2 separate regions of the Mus musculus genome follow, and region 2 is linked to region 1. Evidence: chromatin contacts called from public HiChIP or PLAC-seq data. All regions are on one chromosome and are shown on one strand. Each heading gives the region's core, a stretch centred on a gene start, on an enhancer-like site or on the middle of the called end of the contact. The rest is flanking DNA. Distances are from core to core; before and after follow the strand shown.

Region 1 (4,695 bases), core at 215-2,714:
TTCCGGTCCTAGCTCTGCTGTGCTTGCTAGGGTGTCGCTCAGTGCAGCGTTTACACTGCTCTTCTTTCTTTTCCACATTGCAGGAGGGAGTGGGTCAGCCTTTAAAACTTCATTAACAGGAGCAAATCCGGGATCCACTGATTTCCTCTCAAAAGACACTAGCCCATCAGGTAGCCCCTGCAGAAAGAGAATTCATATCAGAAAAGGCGACCAGGAAGCAGCCATTCAAGAGTGCCTGGCGACTATGAATCTGATGACGTCACAGCTCTTCCTCAGCATCACCCCTGGTTCGTGATAACACATAACCAGGCTTCCTGGTCTCCTTCCTCCCAAAACATCACAAAGCAATGCAAACTAACATACAATTAGACACAGAAGGGCAGAAAAATGAAGACTATAAAGCTAAGCTTAACAGAAGCAATCTTTGGGCTCTCAAAATTATAACAAAAATTAAACCTTTTTATGGAAACTAGCTTGGATTTCAAAGCCCCTCGTCATACTAGAGGAGGCATGGGAAAGCCAGGAATACATGCCTGGAGCTGACCCTGAGTCCCCAAACTGCAAAGGTATCTGCCTCCATTGCAAGTGTCCAGAAAGCAGTTGCAGGCTTCAGCAGTGCCCACAGATGACACCAAAGATCAAGCTGCTTTCACTGACGCTCCGAAGCCCCTTTAAGGAACTGAATGAGGTACTCAGGTCCCAACCCTCCCTTCTGCCATAAGCACCTGAGATCTAATACCATGGAGGCATGATCAGGATCAGAACAAAACTCTGAAAAATGCTGTACTACTTACTACCCACACTACCAAATGACTGAATACACGGGAACTCACTGAGGCCCCCAGAGTGCCCCCTCTGATGCACCCTTACTATTCACTGGGTGAGGCTGGTCAAACCTCACTCCGTTTTCTCAACTATAAAATGGAGTTACTCCATGAGGCCTGAAAAGTCTCTCAGACTGTTTTTATATAGCACGTTAGTCTTGTTAACTGTCTGGTAGCATCTAGTGTGTCAAGCTTTTTCACCTGTAAAGTAGGAAGTAGATTTCCCCGAGACTTCGAGTGGCACAACCAACACTTAATGGCTTGGTTTTCCTCCTTTCCAGCTTCTAGACCCTTGATAACTCTAAATCAATGCTCAGCCAATGCAACCTGCCCACACTTCACTCTCTGCTCCTGCACTATCTACCCAGACATCTGCTCCGAGAACTTTCACTTCAAGCTGCCCTCCCCACACATGCTCAGACTGAATAACATAAAAAAGAGCCCTGAGTATGTACACACAGACTTAGACATTCCCTATCATAAGGTCTGATGCATTCAAACAAAAACAGAACAAGAAAGCAATTTCCCAGCATAGACAGGCTCTGGATCACTGTCAGCAAGCGGCCACATCAGCCAAACAAGGCAGGCACCTTGACACCGGCTTACACTAGGGGGCTCTTTAGGGACAGGTCCCTGTCATCTGCTGTGTGATGTGAATATGCACTTCAAAGCCCCATCTGGTGACAGTTAAACCCTGTTCTAGTCCTTCTTGAAAGCAGTGTGTGACCTACTCTTGTGGACTATCAACCTTAAGAAACAGTGGGGATGGGAAGGGGACTGGACTAGAGATGACTCAGCAGTTAAGAGCACAGGCTGCTCTTCGAGGACCTGGGTTCAATCCCCAGAACCTACATGGTGGCTCACAACCACCGTGGAATTCCACTTTCCAGGAATCCAATGCCCGCCACTGGCCTTCACAGGCACACATGTCGCACAGATACAGACAAAGGCAAAACGTCCTTTCGCACAAAATGAAATAATACATTTTTAATTAAAGGGGGGAACATTAAGAAATATAAACTACTTTTGGTAGCGAATCAAAGTAAATACCTTAGAATGTATTTATTATGGCCACTCCTAGAATCATTTGGCCCTTTCTTATAGACCAATTTTGTAATCCTTAGTTATTATACTCAAGCTAATGAGAATTCTACAGATAAATACAATCAAAACAAACCAAGAATTCAAAGAAACAACTGGAGCCAGCAAAATCAGCCTAGTAGGTAAGACTGTTTGCTGCCCAAAATGATCTCCTGAGACCAGGGACCAACATGGTAGAAGGGGAGGGTCAACTCCACAAACTATCCTGTGACTATACATGTGCCATGGCACATGCCCCCTACACATGCACACACATAAGTAAATTTAAAAAAACAACCTGGTTCACAAAAACCATGGAGTACTGCCTTTCTCTTCAGGCAGCCGTTTACCGACAATCACTAAGTCTCTTCTATACACAGTAAGACAGGAACTGGGCTGGCTTAGCCCTGGCAGGAGTTTCTAAGAGTGTGACATGATCACATGTAATCCTTGGGCTTGGGTGTAGCTCAGTGGAGAGCATCTGCCTAGATGAGAGAGGCTTTGGGCTCCAGCCCCAGTACTCCCCAAAAGAAGGCAGAAGCACATGTGAGATAAAGTAAATGGCTTCTCACTTTACATTTTAAGAAAGTGTGTGTGTGTGCATGTGTGCATATATGTCATGGTGAGAGGAAACTCAGAGGAGCGAGCTATCTCCTTCTACGGAGTGAGTTTCCAGGATGGAGCCTAGTTCATCACACACCAGAGGAGCCTTTACCTGCTGAGCCGTCCTGCCAGCCCTACTCTCATTTTACAACTAAGAGTCCGAGACTATATGGGGCCATTCACTGATCCACAACACTAGACCAGAAAAGAACAGCAGCGGCATTAAGCAGTCTCCCCATCTTCTCCAGGGTCCTAGAAACAGTCCCACCTCACTTTCAGAAGCAGCAGTGGTCACTTGTCTCTTTCTGACACTGTGATCAAACTCCAACTCAAAACAGAACTTTTAAGATTGTTCCCAACCACAGAACACATTATCCTTGGTGGCCAATAAAACACTATCTCCCTTAACCTGCCAGTTTCTAGAGAAGTACACTGTTAACTTTACTGAGTAGATCTGGAATCTGCAAGAAGCTCATAGAACCAATCCAAAATCTGAGAGCACCTGGAGGCGAATTCTCCAGCCACTTCCTCTACCACACATTGTCACCAGCAGCCATGCAAACATCTTGTGTCACTGGTGTCTCTCATTTGCAGATCCTGAGCACTGGACTCAAGAGTCTACTCACTGAAATGACCCACGTGCCAGACTCTCTACAGACACAGTGTTTGGAATACAGTTCTAATCATGGAAACAAATGAAATGGACCCTCACATACCCAAAGGCTGACTACAGACCCCTCAAGCTCTCTGTAGTCCAGGACTAAACTGAAAGGCAATCTGATTGGTGGGAGTGAGGAGGAGGAAGAGGATACAGCCAATAAATACAGGGTGCACCTGGATAACTCTTAATACTACTCAGCATGTGATCTGTAGGTGTATGTCTCTGTATTCTGTAAATATGTACAATTACTGTCTCAAATACAATAAAACTTATTAAAAGAGGCTATTTTCTCAAAATACAGAATAACCAGCCAAGTCCCAAGAGAGAAAATATCCTAAAATAGGCGCACACTGACAACCAAGAAAAGCGTCAGTAACACTGAAGCATAAAGAAAATCCAAGAAGGAGGATTACGTGTAAATACAAGTAGAAATCACCCAATTTACACTTCATGCTCACACCGCCCTGCTGCAGCAGGGACTCCCTGAGCATGGAGCAGGTGCCAGCACTCTCGGTCCCTCAGAAGACTGAAGCAGGAGGTCACTCAAGGTCATGAGCTTATAACCACCTGGGTTCACACACTGAGCTTATAGCTCAGAAATGAAAAATAGATATATTTTCTGAGTGTAAATGTTTAAAATGACAATAAAACTTAAGCCCTTTGGAAGAGATTTTGAGATTTTTGTTTGTTTTCTGTTTTTTAAAACAGGCTCCCAGGTATTCCAGGTGGTCTCAACTTGAAGCTGGCCTTCAATTCCTGCTCCCTCCACCTCTCAAGTGCTAGGATTATAGGTGTGTAAAATACAACATAGCTTAGAAATGAAAATGTCCCAATGCTACGGGAACCGCCCGTCTCTCCCACACTAGCAGACTCTATCAGGCTACAGTGACTATTTCTAACAGGGGTAAAGAAGGGAATAAAAAGCTGGAGTGTTCAAGTTTTCATACAAGGGTGGTTGCGCGTGTTCCCTCTGACAAAAGTCACAGAAGTCTACAGGACTACACAGCCACACAACACTTAGCTGACAGAGACCCGTTGTGAGACCTGCCCATGCTGCCAGGACTAAGCTGGGATATGACACCAGGACCAGCGCCTCACTAGCACAAGCAGTGGACAGACTAATCCACGGGACATGTAAAACACTAAAAGATTAGCATGGATGGTACACGGCGCTGTGAGAGTCTGGAGGACAACGTACCCCAGAGTCTCGGGCATTTCAACACTTTGGACACTACCTGGGACACGTGGCCTTGCTGGAGGAAGTGACACTGAGGGAGGCTTTGGGAGTTCGGGACCCACAGCACTCCCAGCTGCTCGGTCTGCGTGAGTCCTCAGCTTCCTGTCCTGCCACCGTGATCCACCATCATGGACAGTGATGGCTCTGGAGCCCTCAGCCGGTCGTGGTGTTTTATCACAGCAGCAGAATAGGAACTAACATAGATGCTTAATAGAGTTCTTTAAAAATAGATTAGGTTACTAAGTGAATCTTAGTATGTTGGCTTGACAGAGGTAAAATCAGAATACATA
Region 2 (4,711 bases), core at 1,241-3,740, 620 kb after region 1:
CTCCTGCTCCTCCTCCTCCTCCTGCTCCTCCTCCTGCTCCTGGTCCTGCTCCTGGTCCTGCTCCTGCTCCTCCTCCTGCTCCTCCTCCTGCTCCTCCTCCTCCTCCTCCTTCTCCTGCTCCTCCTGCTCCTGCTCCTCCTGCTCCTCCTCCTGCTCCTCCTCCTGCTCCTCCTCCTGCTCCTGCTCCTGCTCCTCCTCCTCCTGCTCCTCCTTCTGCTCCCCCTGTTCCTCCTGCTCCCCCTGCTCCTCCTGCTCCTGCTCCTCCTCCCCCTGCTCCTCCTGCTCCTCCTGCTCCTCCTCCTGCTCCTCCTCCTCCTGCTCCTCCTGCTCCTCCCCCCCTGCTCCCTCTGCTGCTCCTCCTGCTCCTCCCCTGCTCCCTCTGCTGCTCCCCCTGCTCCCTCTGCTGCTCCCCCTGCTCCCTCTGCTGCTCCTCCCCCTGCTCCTCCTCCTGCTCCTCCCCTGCTCCCTCTGCTGATTGGAGATATTCTGATGACAAAGATTCAACTCGCCAGAAGGAACTTGACACCCCCAATCAGCAGGAAGTAGTCTAAAAAGGTCTATGCCCCTTCTCCCTTCTTTATCTCCTACCTAGTGTTGGGGGGTTGGAAGGGATTGGGGCGGAGAAGAGTAAGTAGGTAAAAGAACCCAAAAATATGCCCACAAGATTCCCACAACCCTCCCAGAATGTTTCCACAAGCATGGAAAGTATATTTCCAAACAAAGGAAAGTTCCCCTTAAACCGACAATGAAAACAAGACTTCAACTTAAATCCCGTGTGACAGATAAGTGATTAAGATGCCATGAGATGCTCAGTGGGTAAGGGAGCCATCTGTGCAAGCTTGGGGGCCTGAGATTGGTCCTAAGAGTCCACAGAGAGGTGGAAGGCCAGAAGTGACTCCACAAAGTTGTCCTCTGATTTCTACACGCACACACACATACACACACGCACACACACACACATGCATGCACGCACAAAATAGTAATTTTTAAAAATGTACAAGATAGGTAGTGGATAGAAGGAAAGGCCGAAATTCATATATTTGATTAAAATGTAAGCATTTAATAAAATGATTACAACAGCACACAGTAGATAATCATAATGAAAAATATAGGTCAGGAAAATAATGAACTCGAGACTTAAAATTTTACTTTACAACAAGGCACTTAACACATTGAAACAGTATAGTAAATTTCCAAAAGAATGCAACTGGCTGCTTCTTACACCTTGGAAAGATATTTCTTCTGTGAATATACTGTAACTTATTAACCATACATTTCGCAGCATTAATCATTGCATAGGAGGTAAATTAAATAAGGAATTCCTACTTGGCAACTAGATTAGCTTATAGTTTCTTCTCTTTTAAAGGACAGTTTAAAATAATTCTACAGTGACCCACTCTTGTCTTTCATGATTCATTGAGAACACAGTACAGTTAGTTAGTGGGTAACAAGCCAGCGCTTACGAAGCGTCTATCTGTATAAAAACTTATCTTTGGGTACTTCTGACATGATTTTCAGTGTACAGATATCAAAGTCAAGAGTACTTCTTCATAAAAGATGTATTTTTGTCAAATGAGTCAGGAGCTAAATTATTGCAACGCAATGGCATTAAAAATAATAATATAAGAAATCTTTATACATAAACGTAGAAAAGGTTCCAACACAACGCATATAACTTACACTTGATTTAGACATGTAAACTCATTTATTAAGAAATTCCTTCTCGTCAGGCGGTGGTGGCATATGCCTTTAATCCTAGCATTCAGGAGGCAGAGGCAGAGGCAGAGGCAGGCGGATTTCTGAGTTCAAGGCCAGCCTGGTCTACTGCGTGAGTTCCAGGACAGCCAGGGCTACACAAAGAAACCCTGTCTCAAACAAACAAACAAACAAACAAACAAACAATAAAAAAGAACTTCCTTCTCACACTTCCTTACACTACAGACAGGGTGAGTGTGTTAAGACTGGCTTAATTTTTAAATCAGTTTTATAGTATAAAATCAAAACATTTAACAAAGAGTTTAAAATATTTTATGGAACAAGGTAAGACCTTTCAATTACAAGTGAAATGATGAGTTCTGGCACATAAATAAAAATGAGACAGCTGACTTTGGGTTTTGAAGTAAACAAAGTCTGTAGCTATGGGCCAGACACGAATGATTGTGACATAAGAGGTAAATGTGACCTTCAACTTTCTTTGACTCAAATTCTGAGAACTTTCCCTTTGGGAAGGATAAGAATGTCTTTAAAATAGCTCCTTTCCCATGGGAATTTCAACTTTTGGCAAAAAACCCTGAAAACAGCAACAACAAAAGGCCCAACAGATAAACTTTAGAGAAACCTTGAAAATATATTTTTAAAGTGGCATTTGGATTTCAGACATGACATATCACCACAAGGGGGCGCTGGCAACACAGCAAGGGATGGATGGCCACAAACCTGCCCAGGGATTGCAAGAGCTGACTCTCAGCCAACCTTGTGTCCCCAGCAAAAAGCTGCTTCCTGTGATGACAGCAACCCAAAAGACAGTCAAAATTAGCTCAGGGGTCACTGGGGGAAGGATACCTCCTTTTCCCGATCTAGTGGAGGAGCTCAAACCCGGAGTCTCAGAGAACTCCAGTCCCATTGGGAAGGTTCAGGAAAAACATGTGTGTTCTATATTTGTGGACGTTTTCCAGAAGCTCTATATTATGGGGAAAACCTTCCAACAGGAGCACAGGCGCCCGCTTGCGCCTTACCCACACTTAATGGGTAAAATCTGCATCTTAATGGGCAAAGAAAAGGTGCTGGTACCATGTCCTGCTGTGCCTGGGTAGGCATGGAAACACACCTGCAATCCCAGCACCCAGGGGGCTGATACAGGAGGGCTGAAGGTTGGAGGCCAATCTGGGCTACACAGTGAGATGAGACCATCTTAAAGGAAGTCTTACTTTCCTGCACTGCAATGAGTTGTCATCTTGCATCCCCATCGGTACCTATTAGGAATCACAGCTACTACAAGAACAGGGAACAGCAGGGTCCACACAGGGCTCATGGGTATTTTCAAACCTTAAGAAAGTGATGGTATTGTTTCCAACAGCCTGGTTTACCTGACTAAATGCAAAGTTTTCTGTTTGAAGGGTTCCCAACAATCAACATGAAATGTAACAATGTCTAAGCATTTTCCTCGGTTGAAGAATCATGGAGAATCCTAGCCAGGCTGGATAAGGCTTTTCAGGTGTTTTGTTTCAGTGTTTTGTTTCAGTGAGAGACTCGCAGAGCAAAGGCCAGGCTTCAGCGCCAAATGATTCTCTCATAATCAGACCCTGAAGGTAAACTAGTGTTCGGAGCAGAGCTTTCCACAGAGCTGAGGAAATGAACACGTGAGGAGTTGTACCGAATTGTCTAGTACAAGGTAAACTGGGTATGAATTTATTATTGGCTTACTCGATAAAAATACTTGAAAAAAAAAAGTCCCTGCATTTCAAAGTCTGCCAAAGACACTTAGGGTCTCTGCTCTTGTGAGGATAGTCAGACTTAGATTTTTATGCTCGTGTCTTTGGGTTTAGCATCCTATCCTTTACCCACCCAGTAACACAGAAAACGAGACCCTCTGAAACACACACACAGAATTATAGCACCAGAAGACAATGGCCCTTCTGAACACATCTGTATTGTGCTTTTTTTTTTCTCCCAAGCAATTTAAAGTTTAATTTTAAACAATCAAGGCCGACTAGCTTACAGGGACGAACCCAGGGATGTTCTCTATGCCATACCCATGAGAATGTAACCACCCCTTCCACTGGCTGCTCCCATGCTGTGAATCCTTAGAAGTTTTTCTACAAGTTCCACAAACTAATCTTTCAGTAGATCTCAACCAAAGGCAAGGACTATGATATCCCAGCACTGAGTAACCTTCTAACTGAGTCCGATGTTCTTAAACCCACCAGATCTTAGAGACCCATCTTTTCACATGAGATAACAGTTGTCCCTCATTCCTACATGGCTGAGGTTAAGAGCTGATGCCAGGGACATGTTCAAGGGCAGCACCGCGTGTTATGTGCACAGGGTGAAGTGAGTTGCTCAGCGGTGGTGCACGCCCTAAGGAGCGCTGGGGGGGGGGGTCTTGCTAAAAGGCAGGGAAACAGTAAAACCTTTGGGATCCATCTTGCATTCCCGAGACACACGATATTAAAATAAAAAGAAGCTGTTTTCATGGAATGTGCCCAAATGTTTCTCTAGGGTCCAATAAGTAACGGCATCACGGCATGGCACGGCAGGGCCCAAGCTAGCAGAGAGCACAAGCTTGCTCTCCAGTGTGAGCATCTGTTCACACTGGTTTCAGCCTGTGCTGGTGCGGTTAACAAGCCTTGGGCTCCCGGCAGGCAGCATCTAACGGGTATAGCAGGAAAAGCCCGGAGCCTGCCGGTTATCTGCCACGGACACTTGAAAGTGGAAAAATCCCCACACAGGGAAAAAATATCCATGGGTGTGTCTCTTTCACATGACCTTGCAATACTCTTTCTTTAAAAACTAAAATTACCAGGTTTAAAAAAAAAAAAAAAAAAGAGGCCGGGTGTGGTCTTCAGAGTGAGTTCCAGGACAGCCAAGGCTACACAGAGAAACCCTGTCTTGAAAAACCAAAAGCCAACCCCCCTCCCCCAAAAAGAGTAAAAGTCATGCATAATGGGTGGCGGGGGAGGGGAGGGGACACCAGACATCACCCTAATGACCT

What was found. HiChIP or PLAC-seq counts read pairs in DNA pulled down with a chosen protein or histone mark.
Region 2: a contact with region 1 is called in an H3K27ac HiChIP or PLAC-seq map of embryonic stem cells, with 2.8 times the contacts expected there. The contact joins two enhancer-like sites. A contact is called at or near these places in 1 of 39 promoter capture datasets (the C10 cell line) and 2 of 115 datasets of contacts at active chromatin or transcription factors (embryonic stem cells and large pre-B cells).

Annotation. Positions count from the first base shown.
Region 1 is chr3:130,696,302-130,700,996 of GRCm38.p6, forward strand. It overlaps Ostc (oligosaccharyltransferase complex subunit (non-catalytic)), which reads right to left. Exons shown (of 4, transcript NM_025509.3): 4 at 1-177. The coding sequence ends at 159. Among named protein-coding and RNA genes, the nearest start is that of Gm36373, 6.0 kb to the left of the region's middle. Within about 2 kb of position 1,465, at least 16 of the 459 cell types and tissues checked have an H3K27ac peak or open chromatin away from gene starts, as enhancers often do. A contact at or near this core is called in embryonic stem cells, where this site is marked.
Region 2 is chr3:131,317,946-131,322,656 of GRCm38.p6, forward strand. Sgms2 (sphingomyelin synthase 2) reads right to left here. Exons shown (of 6, transcript NM_001379585.1): 6 at 1,040-4,711. Among named protein-coding and RNA genes, the nearest start is that of Cyp2u1, 17 kb to the left of the region's middle. Within about 2 kb of position 2,491, at least 21 of the 459 cell types and tissues checked have an H3K27ac peak or open chromatin away from gene starts, as enhancers often do. A contact at or near this core is called in embryonic stem cells, where this site is marked.